Regions from separate parts of the Sus scrofa genome. Here region 1 is linked to region 2. Evidence: chromatin contacts called from public HiChIP or PLAC-seq data. All regions are on one chromosome and are shown on one strand. The core of a region is the stretch at or near the end of the contact, and the rest is flanking DNA. Distances in the headings are between cores, read along the strand shown.

What was found. HiChIP or PLAC-seq counts read pairs in DNA pulled down with a chosen protein or histone mark.
Region 1: an H3K27ac HiChIP or PLAC-seq map of alveolar macrophages shows a contact between it and region 2, with 4 times the contacts expected there. The contact joins two enhancer-like sites. A contact is called at or near these places in 1 of 5 promoter capture datasets (liver), 8 of 47 Hi-C or Micro-C datasets (alveolar macrophages, blood, embryonic fibroblasts and 3 more) and 1 of 2 datasets of contacts at active chromatin or transcription factors (alveolar macrophages).

Annotation. Positions count from the first base shown.
Region 1 is chr13:90,101,551-90,108,472 of Sscrofa11.1, reverse strand. RNF13 (E3 ubiquitin-protein ligase RNF13) reads right to left here. Exons shown (of 9, transcript XM_013980793.2): 4 at 6,849-6,922. Among named protein-coding and RNA genes, the nearest start is that of RNF13, 70 kb to the right of the region's middle. Within about 2 kb of position 3,647, at least 5 of the 83 cell types and tissues checked have an H3K27ac peak or open chromatin away from gene starts, as enhancers often do. A contact at or near this core is called in alveolar macrophages, where this site is marked.
Region 2 is chr13:89,990,373-89,997,338 of Sscrofa11.1, reverse strand. ANKUB1 (protein ANKUB1) reads left to right here. Exons shown (of 6, transcript XM_005654029.3): 4 at 4,086-4,200. Among named protein-coding and RNA genes, the nearest start is that of ANKUB1, 20 kb to the left of the region's middle. Within about 2 kb of position 3,023, at least 14 of the 83 cell types and tissues checked have an H3K27ac peak or open chromatin away from gene starts, as enhancers often do. A contact at or near this core is called in alveolar macrophages, where this site is marked.

The DNA.
Region 1 (6,922 bases), core at 2,398-4,897, 110 kb before region 2:
TCTTTAGAGCCCATACTTGGTATGAAATTCAACTTAACTTTCTTCATAATAGCAGCAAATGAAACCGGAAATAATTACAACTTGAAATGTCCATCAGTTGATTTTTCCATATTGCAGGTTTATATTAGCATCAAAATGGTTGAGAAATATTATTACATTTACAATAACAAAAGCTGATATTTTGCATATATACAATTACCACACTATCTCAATGGTTCTATGAGATTGAAATATAATTATTTTGAGTACTTCCATTTGATTTATTCCTCTACAGACATAATTAACTATTAGAAAAGGAAGAAGAGGAAGAAATGTAAAGTTTTTTTTTCCACTCAAAATTTAATTCCTAAATGAAAACATGAAAAAGCTTTTTTTACATACCCATTCCCAGGAGAAGTGTAAGCCAAAGAATGTAAGAAAAGTCCACCTTACAACAGTCTGAAAATGACACCACAATCTAAGGCTTTCCAGAATGAAGGGCTGACAAGAGTTCAGTAAAGGGTATAGGATAGGGAAGTTGGGTAAATTTCTACTTCTCCTAAGCCTGGAGTTCATGGTAATAAAGCCTTGTGTTTTGACTGGTGTCTTAAGAAATCTGACTTTTATATATATATTTAAAAAAAAAATCAAATGCCACCAAAACAAGAACTTTGTAAAAAATTACCTATTACTCAGGAAGAGAAATAAAAACAATCCTCTGTTACTATAGAAAAAGGAGCTGTATTTTTAACTGAGTTAATTTAACAGTTTTGGCTTTAGAGAAAGTGCATTTGTTTTCTTCTGTTACATTTTTCACAATAACTTTTTTCTATGTTTCTTTTAAAAAGGCATATTTATTATTTATCTTAAAGAGATGGGTAGATACAAAAAGAACAGAACACAACCATAATCCTTTGCACCCAAAGACAAGGCTTTTATTTGAAGCAATATAAACAGTTCCATAAGTTTCGACAAATACATACAATTATGTAACCACCACCACAGTCAAGATATAAAATGTTTTATCATTCTTCCAAATTCTGTTATGCCCCTTTACAGTCAACCTCTCCCCCCAACCTCAACAACCACTACTGTATTTTTCTTTAATTCTTTTTTTTTTTTTGTCTCTTCTAGGGCTGCACCCATGGCATATGGAGGTTCCCAGGCTAGGGGTCTAACTGGAGCTGGAGCTGCCAGCCTACACCACAGCCACAGCAACGCAGGATCCGAGACGCGTCTGCAACCTACACCACAGCTCACAGCAACGCTGGATCCTTAACCCACTGAGCAAGGCCAGGGACCAAACCTGTGATCTCATGGTTCCTAGCTGGATTCACTTCCACTGCACCACAAGGGGAACTCCCTCTTTAATTCTTATAAAGACAAGTTTTAAAGTTTTAAAATCTTAGTATCCTTAGTACATTTTTTTTCACTTTCAGACTGTTTTGATTTATGCAAATAAAATTATTCATTCCACACATTCCCTCTCTCTCTCTCACACACACACACCCATATCATATAAACCCCCAGGAGGGAAGAACCCAAAATGGTTAGTAAAGGAGTATGTAATCACTATCTTTATGCAGATCAATAAAAACTTAAATTTTTGTATTAATGGGATCATGCAAGGGAAAAAAATGCAGGCTTTTTCCCACTCAGTGGTATCCTGTCATTCCAATAAATAAATATCTATCTCATCATTTTTAATAGCTGCAGAGGTACCATTATATAATCATATATATTTTAGGGAGATATGTTCTACTGTGCTAAAAGATTTTTCTCTTTCAAATATCAGTTTAAAACTTGATAATTAAAACTTGGAACTATATACCCTTTTTAAAATGTTTCACTCTTTCATGGAGATACTCTGATAAACTCAAGGAGAAAATTTTGGCTTCTAACTACTGACTTATAATATTGGAAGTAACATAACTTCCTTGAGTTTTGGTATCTAATGAGATGTAAAAAGCTCCTCACTTTAGTCAGAAGATTAAGAAGAGGGGGAAATGATGTACACAAATAAGAACAGAATAGCCACCTTAGAGACTCTGCAACATCACTTATCTACTGAAAACAAAACCAAACATTTTAGTTCACGAAATATTTTTTAAATGCTGAATTTTAATTCTGATGCACAATTCTGTGAAGTATATGTGCCAAATATATTATCCATATCATAGACAGATTATAATTTAAATGGCTAACCCCAGCCTCTCCAGATTCATATAAGCAATTGCCTATTCAATATCTCTGTTGGATTGCCTAACATGTTTCAAACTTAATGTTTATCAAATGAAATTCTTTTTTTTTTTTTTTTTTTTGGTCTTTTGTCTTTTTGTTGTTGTTGTTGCTGTTTCTTGGGCCGCTCCCACGGCATATGGAGGTTCCCAGGCTAGGGGTCGAATCGGAGCCATAGCCACCGGCCTACGCCAGAGCCACAGCAACGCGGGATCCCAGCCGCGTCTGCAACCTACACCACAGCTCACGGCAACGCCGGATCGTTAACCCACTGAGCAAGGGCAGGGACCGAACCCGCAACCTCATGGTTCCTAGTCGGATTCGTTAACCACTGCGCCATGACGGGAACTCCTCAAATGAAATTCTCAATATCTCTTTTCCTTTATTCTACCCCTGCTCTTCCTCATTTCTGTAAACAGCATAACTATCCACCCAGTTTCTCAAGGTTAAACATCTTAGAGTTCTCCTTGACTCTTCCCTTTCCTTTATTCCTCATATCAAACTCCATCAACTTCAAATATACCCATAATTCTATCACTTCCCATCACAGTCACTTCTAATAATCCAAACAACCATCAACTCTTGCATGGCTGCTGCAACAATGTTCTAACTGGTCTCTTAATTGGCACTCTTGCCCATATTTCACCTTCAGTCCATTTCTCCAAAGAACAACCAAAATGATCCTTTTAAAATCTGTCAGATTATCCCACCTCACCTCTGTTTAAAACCACTGCAGAAAATATTCCAAAGTCCTACAAGACCCAACACAATCTAGTCCCTGGCTCCCTCTCTAACATTATCCCTGCAACTCTCTCTCCCCTGTTCATTCTACTGCAGCTACTGGGGTTTTCTCCCACACCTTGAAAATGCCAGGTATGCTCTACCTTTATGCCTTTGCATTTGCTGGCTGTTCCCTTTCCTTGAAATATCCTTCAGAAATCTGCCTGGCTGAGTCTCTCACTTTAGACCTATGCTCAAATGTCAAAGCCTCATAGATACCTTCTCTGATCACCCTCTCTAAAATAGCCATCCTCCTCTCATCCCTGTCACTCCGCATCCCTCTAACGTGGCATGTCCTCTACATAGCACTTACCACTACTTGACAAACATAACTCTTTGATTACGTGTTCATTTCCTCTCTCCCATTCTGGAATACAATAATAATAATAACTGAAGCAATAATAATAGCAGCTAAATAACCATTAAATTACTACCAAGAACCAGATGTTTTATATGTTGTAAACAATAAGCCAATGAATTAAGTACTATCATCATCCCCATTTTACAGATCAGAAAAGTGAGGCACATACATGTTAGGTAATGTTCCCAAGGTCATACAACCGGCAGGTGGTGGCAATGAGATTCAATTCTTGTAAAGCAGTACTCAGAAACCACATTCTCAACTACTGCATTCTGCTTCCTCAATGAAAAGTACAAGCAGAGCCTCAAAAATGTATCATTTCCTGCTGCTGTCAGGATGCTTAAAGCACTGCTTACTGCAGAGTAGGCTGTCAAAATACATTTGTTGAAGGAAGAAAGCAAAGAAAAAAAGGAGAATAAACAAACTCAGACATATTGACAACTTGTCCTGATTATACAGTGAGGAATTTGCACAGCATAGACAAATTTGAGGCTCTGACTCCTCATCTAGGTTCTTTCCCCCCTGCCATGGCACGGTATTATCATATATCTGCTCTCATGTAATCTTCACAACCTTGTCAGGTCAAATAAAAATTAAAATTAATTTACACTGCTACAGATTAAAATAAAGGGCTTGGAAAGGGTAGAAACTTTTCCAGCATCACAAGTCAGTTCATATATCAACAGCCTGGAATAAACTCACATTTCCTGGTCTTGAAGTTTGTGTTTTCCCCACCACATTCTGCTGCCTCCTGAAGATGACAAATATAACTGGCTTACTGAGTTAACCCATCCTATGTCCCAGCTGAAATAAAAACAGACACATTCCTGTATGAAATGTTGGCAACAAGGGACTTTCAAAACTTCCTTTTGTTTCCAGATATTAGAACCTCTCCTCTTAGAAGAACACATGCAACATTCCTTGTAGCTATGCCTAAGCCTAAAAAGAGGGATAGATACATGCCTCTTTTAATAAACCCAGATTTTCCTTTCCTCTATGAAGTAACAGCAAAGATGAAAGTGGTAAAGATCTTTACAACATGTGTTGGATATATGAATTGTTCAAACACACACATACTCAAGGACAGAGCAAAATTTCACAGAAAGTAATCCAAGCAATAAAGAACAAAATTCTGAGCAATCTTTGAAACGTAATAACTTCAGGTGGAACATTTCCATAGCAAACAAAGGATTTTATGATTGTGCGCCACTTTTGATATTTAGCACGCATTCCCTAGGAACTCACATGATTACCACAAAAAAAAAAAAAAGGTTTTATTACAAAGAAAACAGATGCTAAAGGGAACTGACACTTCCAGCCTGCAAAACTGTTAGTAAGGGTATGTCAAAAGAATAAATAGTTTACAAATGCTAATCATTTTATTCAACACTAAACTATTGAGAAGGTCTTGAGGATTGTTAAACCCCAGGCCCAGGCCTTCAGCAAAACACACAAAGAGTAACTTGCTCAAAATTATACAGCCAATACAAGTAAGAGCTTAGATCTGAATTTAGGCCTATATCTAGAATGTGCTTGATTTCCATTTTGCCAGTAATGTACACAAGTCTCAAAACTGTCTAACCAGGAAAGTATCATGTGGGGTAATAATTTTTTTGAGATAATTAAAAGAAGAGAAGAAAAATGTGTCATCTGTAGTACCAACAATACTAGATTATTTAGTAAGTAAAATCCCTTCATTAATTCCTCTAATTGCTAAGCAGTGGTTGTCAAACATTTTGTGAAATTCCAGAATCTCTTTAGGGTACTTCATGCATTCTATAATTAGGATTTAATGAGCTAAGATTAAAATAATAATTTAAAACATAAAGTAATTATTACTAAGTTTTGCTTTTTTTATGCTGTAATTTTGCCCCAGATTATATCAGAGGTAAGAAGGAAAAGAGTTCCCTAACTCAACAACAAAAAATACTGCCTCATTCTATAAAAAGATTTTTTTGGTCAGGGAATCCAAAATACTTCCTATTGAGGCTGTAGTTATTTAAAGTCCTAAATACATTCCAATGGAGTGTATCAGCCCATAACTTTAGGTCTGCTCTTCACTCCAAAGTCTTTCTTGCATATGTAACTCAATGCAACTTAATAACAAGGGGTATTACTGTTTGGTACTAAAAGAAAAACAAAAATAAAATACTTAATCATGAATGTTGGCAGTATATTCAGTGTATTTTGGGTTCTGAACCCAGCTGCCAATGTGCATGGGGATCTTCCCCACACCATCAAACAACTCAACTCAATTCTGACATTATCTACCCCAAGATAGCATCCGATTCCACAGGTTAAGGGTCTGCTCTCACAAGAATCTCCATCCGCCACTTCAGATGCCAGTTGCAAATCTAAGTTGTCATCTGTGCTTCTGACCCACCAACTATAGACTGGTGGTTCCAAAAACCTCTACCTCATGGATTCAATTAATTTACTAAAGCAGCTCACTGAACTCAACGAAACATTTTATTTACTAGATTACCAGTTTATTATGAAAGGATATAACTCATGAACAACCAGATGAAAGAGATATATAGGGCAAGGTATATGGGAAAGGGTGTGGAAGTTTCATGCCTTCTCCAGGAGTGCAATTGTCCTTGCATCTCCACGCTTCCACCAACCTGGAAACTTGGAACCTATCCTTTTGGGTGTTTATGGAGGCTTCATTACATAGGCATGACTGATTAAATCACTGGCCACTGGGGATCATTCAATGTCCAGTCCTTTACCCCTTTCCTAAGGTCAAGGGTAGGACTGAAAGTTCCAATCTTCTAATCACCTGGTTAGTTCTAACAGCCAGCCCCATCCTTTAGTGGGGTCTCAAAGTGGCCTCATTAATATAATAAAAGACACCTTTATCACTATCTCTAAATTAAGCATACAGTTTAAAAATCAGTCTGTAATCAGTCTGTAATAAAATAAGTCAGTTATTTTATTAAAATTGGCTCATTTTCCCTACAAGCTAATATTTAGCAGAGAATAAAGCAATATATTCTCATTTTGAATGAAAACCTACCTAAAGGCATGCCAGTGTTTGCTAAGGAGCTAATAATAAACTGGTATAAGAGAACACAAGTACATGGCTTTGAAATTCCACAAGAATGCAGCAGCTACTTAGTATTTCTGCATATCCTAAAATTTAACATTGTGAATCTCTAAATAAATCACAAAAATTCTCCTATGGCATCTTTAACTCAATGTTTATCTCTATTTAAAACTTTGGTTTTCACCACAATATAAACACATTCAACAAAATGAAACACATAGGTAAAAACAAAAACAAAACTAGCTGTTCAGAAAAGAATAAATCGATTCCATTTCTACTGTGAACAAAACTGTTCCAAGAGGATTAAAAATTGGGAATTATCTTTCTGATAGAGAAGAAATTTTGCTTTTTAAACAGAAAATGAAAGAATAGAAATTCTGTTAAGTTTAGTTTTGAATGGTTGGTTAAACAGGAGAGAAGAAAAGTGATACCTGTACTTACTGTCGTTGGATCCCATGCTAATGAGGTCATCAGAATCAACATTGTGAACTATGGCTGCTTTGTACCCTGCTCTC
Region 2 (6,966 bases), core at 1,774-4,273:
TTCATATGCAGAGAAATCAAACATTTTATGAAAAAAAGTTTGGTGTTCCCTGGTGACCTGGTTAAGGACTCAGCATCATCACTGCTGTGGCTCGGATTCAATCCCTGGCCTCCCTCTGCACGCCACAGGCACAGCCGAGGGGTGGGGGAGGAGGTTTAAGTACGCAAGAAGCTTTAGAGAGGCTAAATCTGTCATGTCAAGGATGATTTATGTTTTAGAAAATGTTTATCAGGGCATTTCTAGAATATTTGCAGAACTGCTACTTGGTCTCTACAGAATAATTCCATAATTCTCCCAGCAAAAAGAGTGAATTCTCAGGAGTTCCTCCTGTGGTGCAGTGGAGGCTCAGGTTTGATCCCGGCACAGTGGGTTAAAGCATCTGGTGTTGCTGCAGCTGTGGCAGAGGTCACAGTTGCAGCTCGGATATGATCCCTGGCCTGGGAATTTTCATGGGTGTGGCCATAAAAATAAAATAATAATAAATTTTTAAAAATACATAATTTTTTTAAAAAAGAGTGATTTCTCCTGGCTAAGGCCAGATTTATGATGGTTGAAGTGGATTAGGGGCATGAGGGCAATAATGCAGATCAGGCTCTGTGAGTAAAAGTACAGCAAACAGGAATCAACCCACAAAAGACAGTGAGGCCAAGACCAAGAAATCCAAAGCCAGAGTCAAAAGTAACAGAAGAAGAGCCCCATTTCAAGATTATAGGTTGTAACTTAAGGCATCCAGAAAGGGAGGGATCAGCAGAGAGAACATATACGTGGTGTTATGTCTACCTGTGCAGTGGAGGAAGAAAGGGAAAGATCAGAAAAGCAGAAAGGAAAGAAAGAGAAAGGAATCTGAAAGGAGGAGGCTTTCTAAGCATTAGAAAGAGGGCTAGGGACAAAAATTCCAGGTCAAATTCTACTCCCAGCTTGCTGAGTAACTTCCTAGTCTATGAAAGGGACAATGGAGTGGGCTAGTCTTTTAGAATCTTTTTATCTTCAGCCTTCTGTGACTCTAAGATTACTGCTGTTACAATATCCCTCCTGTCTTCCTTCCTCTCACCTGCAAGTATTTATTATGAACCTAAGTCTGAGAATACGCATGGAGAAGCCAAGTCACCCACTGTCCTATAACAACTTTGGCATGCAACTGCTAGGGCCATCATATTGATTCAAAGGCAGCCAATCCTTAGGCTGGCCAATGAAATCAGCTCTCACAGCTGAGGGAATTAGATTCTCATGTGGAAATGAGTATAACACAGAGGACAGGAATATGGGCCCAAGAACCAGACCATCCAGGTCTAACTCCTGGTTCCACTACTTACTGGTTATATAAAACCCGGGGAAGTTACTTAATCCTATGGTGCTTCAATTTCCTCTGTTCTCAAATGGAGACAATAATACAACCCATCACTTAGGGTTGTTGTAAATTTTAAATTAGCTTATTCATGTAAAGTACTTAGAAAATGCAGAGCATATAATATTTAATGAATGTTAGTTACTCATATTCAAAGTGTTATTATTATTATTAATTACTAGTCTTATGAATTCAAGTTCGGAAAGATAGAGAGACAAAAATGGTTATCAGTTGGGGAGGAAAATGAAAAGCGTCAATGAGGTCAGGTTGGGTCATGGCAAACTCAAATTGCACACATACCAAAGCTATGATAGGACAGAAATTGTAAGTAAGCAGGGAAGCCTGTCAGTAGAGAAAGGGAGAAAACATACGAAGAGACCTAAATTTCATGAGAGAGGGAGATCCTGGTGCCCATGGGAGAGATGGGGAGTGACTCATCTTGAGAGGTGTCTTGATTTCTAATGCACACCAGATCCTGCCATCGTCTCAATATGATAAGCCCCATTTTCTTGAGGGTCTCCTTGAGAGCATAACTAAAACAAAGCCCACAGACTGGATGAGGCATAATGCTTGGGCTCAAAGAGTTCTTGCCTAGTGGTTATAAACCAGCAATTCCAAAACAAATGTATTTTCAGTAATGACGAGTTTCAAAGTATTTTACAGCAATCAGTTGTGCAGTTCTTTAACTTATTTGGAGAGGTGAGAGTATGGTGTATTCTGGGAGGGCTCCTTGGAGGGGGTGACACCAGCGTTGCATCAGCTTGGTAGGAGGGTATGAGGGAGAAGTCTAAGGAATTCAAACAGAAAGGGCAACAAAAGAAGATGCTCCAGAAACAGCCTGGGATGTACACAGAAGTGCAGGTCAGCCTCCTGGGCTTCTAGGAATTATAATCAGCAGATGGCCAGAATGGGTTTGAAAAGTGGGACAGAACTTCATTCAACAAGTACTTGCTGAGCATCCACCATGAGCCAAGCACCATTGGGGAAAGCATACACACAGCTGTGAGCAAGAGTATCAAGGTTCCCACCCTCTCTTGAAGCTTGCATTTCAGTGGAAAAGGCAAGCATCGTCCAGTAAGCAGAAAAAAATATTGAGTTTTAAATAGAATTAAGAACTACAAAGTCAAATAAAGCAGGATAAGGGGATAGAGAGTGGTGTGGCAAGGTGGGGAGAGGTTACTGTAGGCAGTTAACCAGAAGAGAAGAAGACAATGGAATAGAATCCTGAAAAAAGACATGGAGGAGGATCTTGGGAGCTTCTCAAAGTAGATTTAGGTGAGAGATTATCTAGGCCTGAAATAGGGTGGGGCTGGAAGAGATGGAGGTGAGGAAACAGTTCAACATTTACAAATAAACTTGTCAGGCCTTAGCGACTGTAATGATATTGTGGGTGTAAGAAAGGAAGGAATGAAGAACTCCCAGATTTCTAACTTAGGTAGCAAGGAAGGAAGGTAGTGCTGTCATAAACTGAGACACAGAATGCATGAGGGATAGCAGGTTGGGATGAAAGGTGACAAGCTGTCCTTCAGACAGAGGGGTCCTGGTGTGATCCCTTGGATGATGATGGCCGCAGCAGGGGTATCTGAAGCTGGAGCAGAGGCCTGGCTGCAGTTTGGACTTGGGAGTAAGTGGAACATGGATGATCAATGAAGCCATCAGTCTCACTGAGGTTGCCTGTTAGTCAGTCAACAAGTACACAGTGAGCTCTCAGCAAGTGCCAGGCGGTGTGGCAAGTCCTAAAGGAGCTTCCTTTTCAGTGAGTCATGAAAAAAAAATCTCCAAACAAGTAAAATGATTTCAAGTGTTGATGACAGGGTTTAAGAAGAAGTTAAAATAACGTCATGGCACAGAGTATTGGAGGGGAGGAGAGTGTGGGGACAGAGACTGCTTTAGCCATGGTGGCCCAGAGGGTTCTCCGTGAGGACAAGAAATTTGAAGAAAGCTGAGTAAGAAGGACACTGCCCTGTGAAAATCTGGATAAAGACCCTTTGAAGCAAAAGAACTTATCAATCTTTAGGTCCTCAGATGGGAGTGGACTTGGTATGTCTAAAGGACAGGTGAAAGGTCAGAGTGGGAGAGAAGTCAGAGCAGGCCAGATGGGGAGGAGACTGGCTTTTATCCTGAGGGAACAAGTAGAGTGAGAAGAACAGAAGCCTGAGGAAAGATTCCTGGGAAGCACTAGCCTGAACGACAAAGTGGATATAGTCACAAAACCACAGTAGGCTTTTGAGGAGCAAGTGGTAAATCCTCCAGCAGCACAAACACTTTACTTTTTGTTTTGTAACACAGAATGGCTCTATTTTGTGAAGGACAGAACAAAAGGGTTATTCACCTCTACCCACAGCCTACTCATAAGATCAAGGCCCAAGAAACAAACCCACATGTCCTGCCACAATTTCTTAAGTTTCTCTTCCAACATGATAGCTTTCGTTTACATGGTGATGTATAGATCAGCATGGACTCAGTGTCAACAGGACTATCTTAAGAGAGCTACAGAAAACAGTTCAGCACTGTATGCTTTCACAGTACAGATGAGAAAATGTAAGTGCACAGAAGCTAACGGGCTTTTCCAAGTCAATATGGGCCTAAGCTAAAGATAGTAGCCCTGTGTCTTCGTTCCAAGGTACTTTTCATTTGGCATCTCGCTCATGCCTATTTAGAGAAAGCTGTCATTAGAAGTTTTATGATCGCTGAGCCCCAGTGATGGACTGGAACCATCCCCATCTCTCTTTATCCACAGGTACGACACTTCGCTTGGACGTCTGGGATGGATGGAAGGAATTTCTGATGGGCTGTCTCCTTGGACAAACACTTAAAGTCCAACGCTATTTATCAAATGAAGGACCAGTACTGAAGTACGGAGATAAAGCAAATGCTAAACTAATTAATTTTACTAACCTTTCATAGGAACTTGACTCTGCCATTCGCTCTACAGCCGAGGTGCTGCTCCATGCAAGTTCCCCTTAAACACTGTTACTGACATATTTGCTAGAATAAGACAGCAGAGATGCCACCAGGGAGGACAGCCTTTGGCGATGGATTATAATTCGGGTAGACTTCCCTAGAAAACAATATCTAAATGGGTGACTTCAGTTTGGTTTGGATATTAGACTTTTAAAGGCACTTTTTAAAGTTTATCAGAATAAGTTCATTCTCACATTCAATTATTCTAAAAACCACTAATTGCTAACTGATTGGCTGAAAACATTGCTTGCTTCTTTTTAAGCTATCGTGTAATTTTCAAATTACATTTAAAACAAGCACTCAGGAGTTCCCATGGTGGTGCAGCAGCAACAAACCCCACTGGTATCCAGGAGGACACAGGTTCAATCCCTGGCCTTGCTCAGTGGGTTAAGGATCTGGTGTTGCCATGAGCTGTGGTGTAGGTCTCAGAAGTGGCTTGGATCCTGCATTGCTGTGGCTGTGGCATAGGCCAGCAGTTGCAGTTCTGATTCGATCCCTAGCCTGGGAAGTTCCATATGCTTGGGGGCAGCCCTAAAAAGATAGGTAATAAATAAATAAATAAATAAAACAAGCATTCATTCTTTTGGTTATACATGAAGTGTAACACATGCAGCTGGGACAGTGGAGGAGGGTAGGCACAAAGAAGCAGGTGGAGGAGTTCCCATCGTTGCTCAGTGGTTAGCGAATCCAACTAGGAACCATAAGGTTGCGGGTTTGATCCCTGGCCTTGCTCAGTGGGTTAAGGATCCGGCGTTGCCGTGAGCTGTGCAGTGGTGTAGGTCGAAGATGTGGCTCGGATCCCACGTTGCTGTGGCTCTGGTGTAGGCTGGCAGCTACAGCTCCGATTAGACCCCTAGCCTGGGAATCTCCATATGCCACAGGAGCAGCCCTGGAAATGGCAAAAAGACAAAAAAAAAAAAAAAAAAGAAGAAGAAGAAGGTGGACATTTTAAGATATCTCTGCAGCCAACAGCCTCCCAAGTGCATAAAGTGAATTACCCTTTAGGTTTTAGTTCACTCGTATTTTAGAACAGTGCCCCCTTGTGGTACTTTTATCATACTTTACAGAAGCCAGGAGCTCTCAGGGCTCTCTGAAATGACAGATCAGAAAACCAGCTTTTGCAATTTTATAAGATATTTAAATATTGGAAATTAATTTATATTTGGGTATGATTATAATTCTCTCTTTTTATGCTCTGAATCCAAAGGAATAGCTGTTGCACTGTTCCTTTGTTTGTTTTTTTTGTTTTTTTTAGGGCCACACCTGTGGCATATAGAAGTTCCCAGGCTAGGAGTCAAATTCAAGCTGCAGCTGCCCACAACACCAGATCCAAACCAGTTCTGTGACCTACACTGCAGCTCACAGCAATGCTAGATCCTTTAATCCATTGAACAAGGCCAGGGATTGAACTGGTGTTCTCATGGATACTAGTTGGATTCTTAACCTGCTGAGCCACAACAGTAACTCCTACATTGTTACTTTTAATAGTGTATATTTACTGAGTACTTTGTGGAACTCAGAGGGCCATCTAGCATATGGTAAGGAGGATATAAACGCAGGTGTCATTGCTATTACCAGTCAGCATGAAAAGTGTTATGATATGGGCATTGTGTGAGATAACACAGGAATGTCTGAGTTCCCTGGTGGCTCAGCAGGTTAAGGATCGGCATTGTCATTGCTGTGGCTCAGGTTGCTGCTGTGGTATGGGTTCAATCCCTGGCCTGGAAACTTCCACATGCCATGAGCACAGCCAAAAAAAAAAAAAAAAAGGATGACATGGGAATATACAGTATGGACAACTAACTAGACTTCAGGGAATCAGATAAAAGCATCCTGAGAAAGGGACTTGAAGGGTTGATACTTAGGTAACTGGTAGGGAGAAGAATAAAAATGTTCCAAAACAGATGGAAACACATGTAACCAAAGGTCAAGAGAATAGATTCAAAGAACTGAAAGAAATTCCACATAGCAGATTATAGAGAAAGAGAAAGCTAGTGGACAGAGGCTGGAAAGATAAAAAGAGGCCAGCTCATGTAGGCCCCCATAGGAAAGGAACTGAACTTTCTCTCTTTCCCTTTTTTTTTTTGCTTTTTAGGGCCACACCTGTGATATATGGAAGTTCCCAGGCGAGGGGTCAAATCAGAGCTACAGCTGCCAGCCCACAACAACACGGGATCCAAGGCACATCTGCGACACACATCACAGCTCATGGCAACACCTATCCTTAACCCACTGAGTGAGGTCAGAGATTGAACCCGCATCCTCATGGATACTAGTCATTCTTTTTCACTGAGCCACAACAGGAACTCCTGGACTTTATCTTTTAAATCATGAGAAGACATTGAAGGTATAGAAAAGCCATGATGAGACCTGCATTTTATAAACTTGGTTCTGGCTGTAGTGTGAGGAATAGAAACAGACACAGAGATAGTCCAGAGACAATAGCACCCTGAATTAGGCTTATGACAACGGAGGTGGCGCCAAAAAGACAGACTGTGAAAAGATCATTTAGGAGGCAGGATCAACTAGTCTCAGTAACAAGTGCCTCTAGTTCCCACATCCTGAGTGTTAACAATGAAAGCAAAGGCCAATTACTCCAATCAGGACAGGCTCTTCTCCCAAAATCAAAAAAAAAAAAAAAAAAAAAAGAAAAAAAA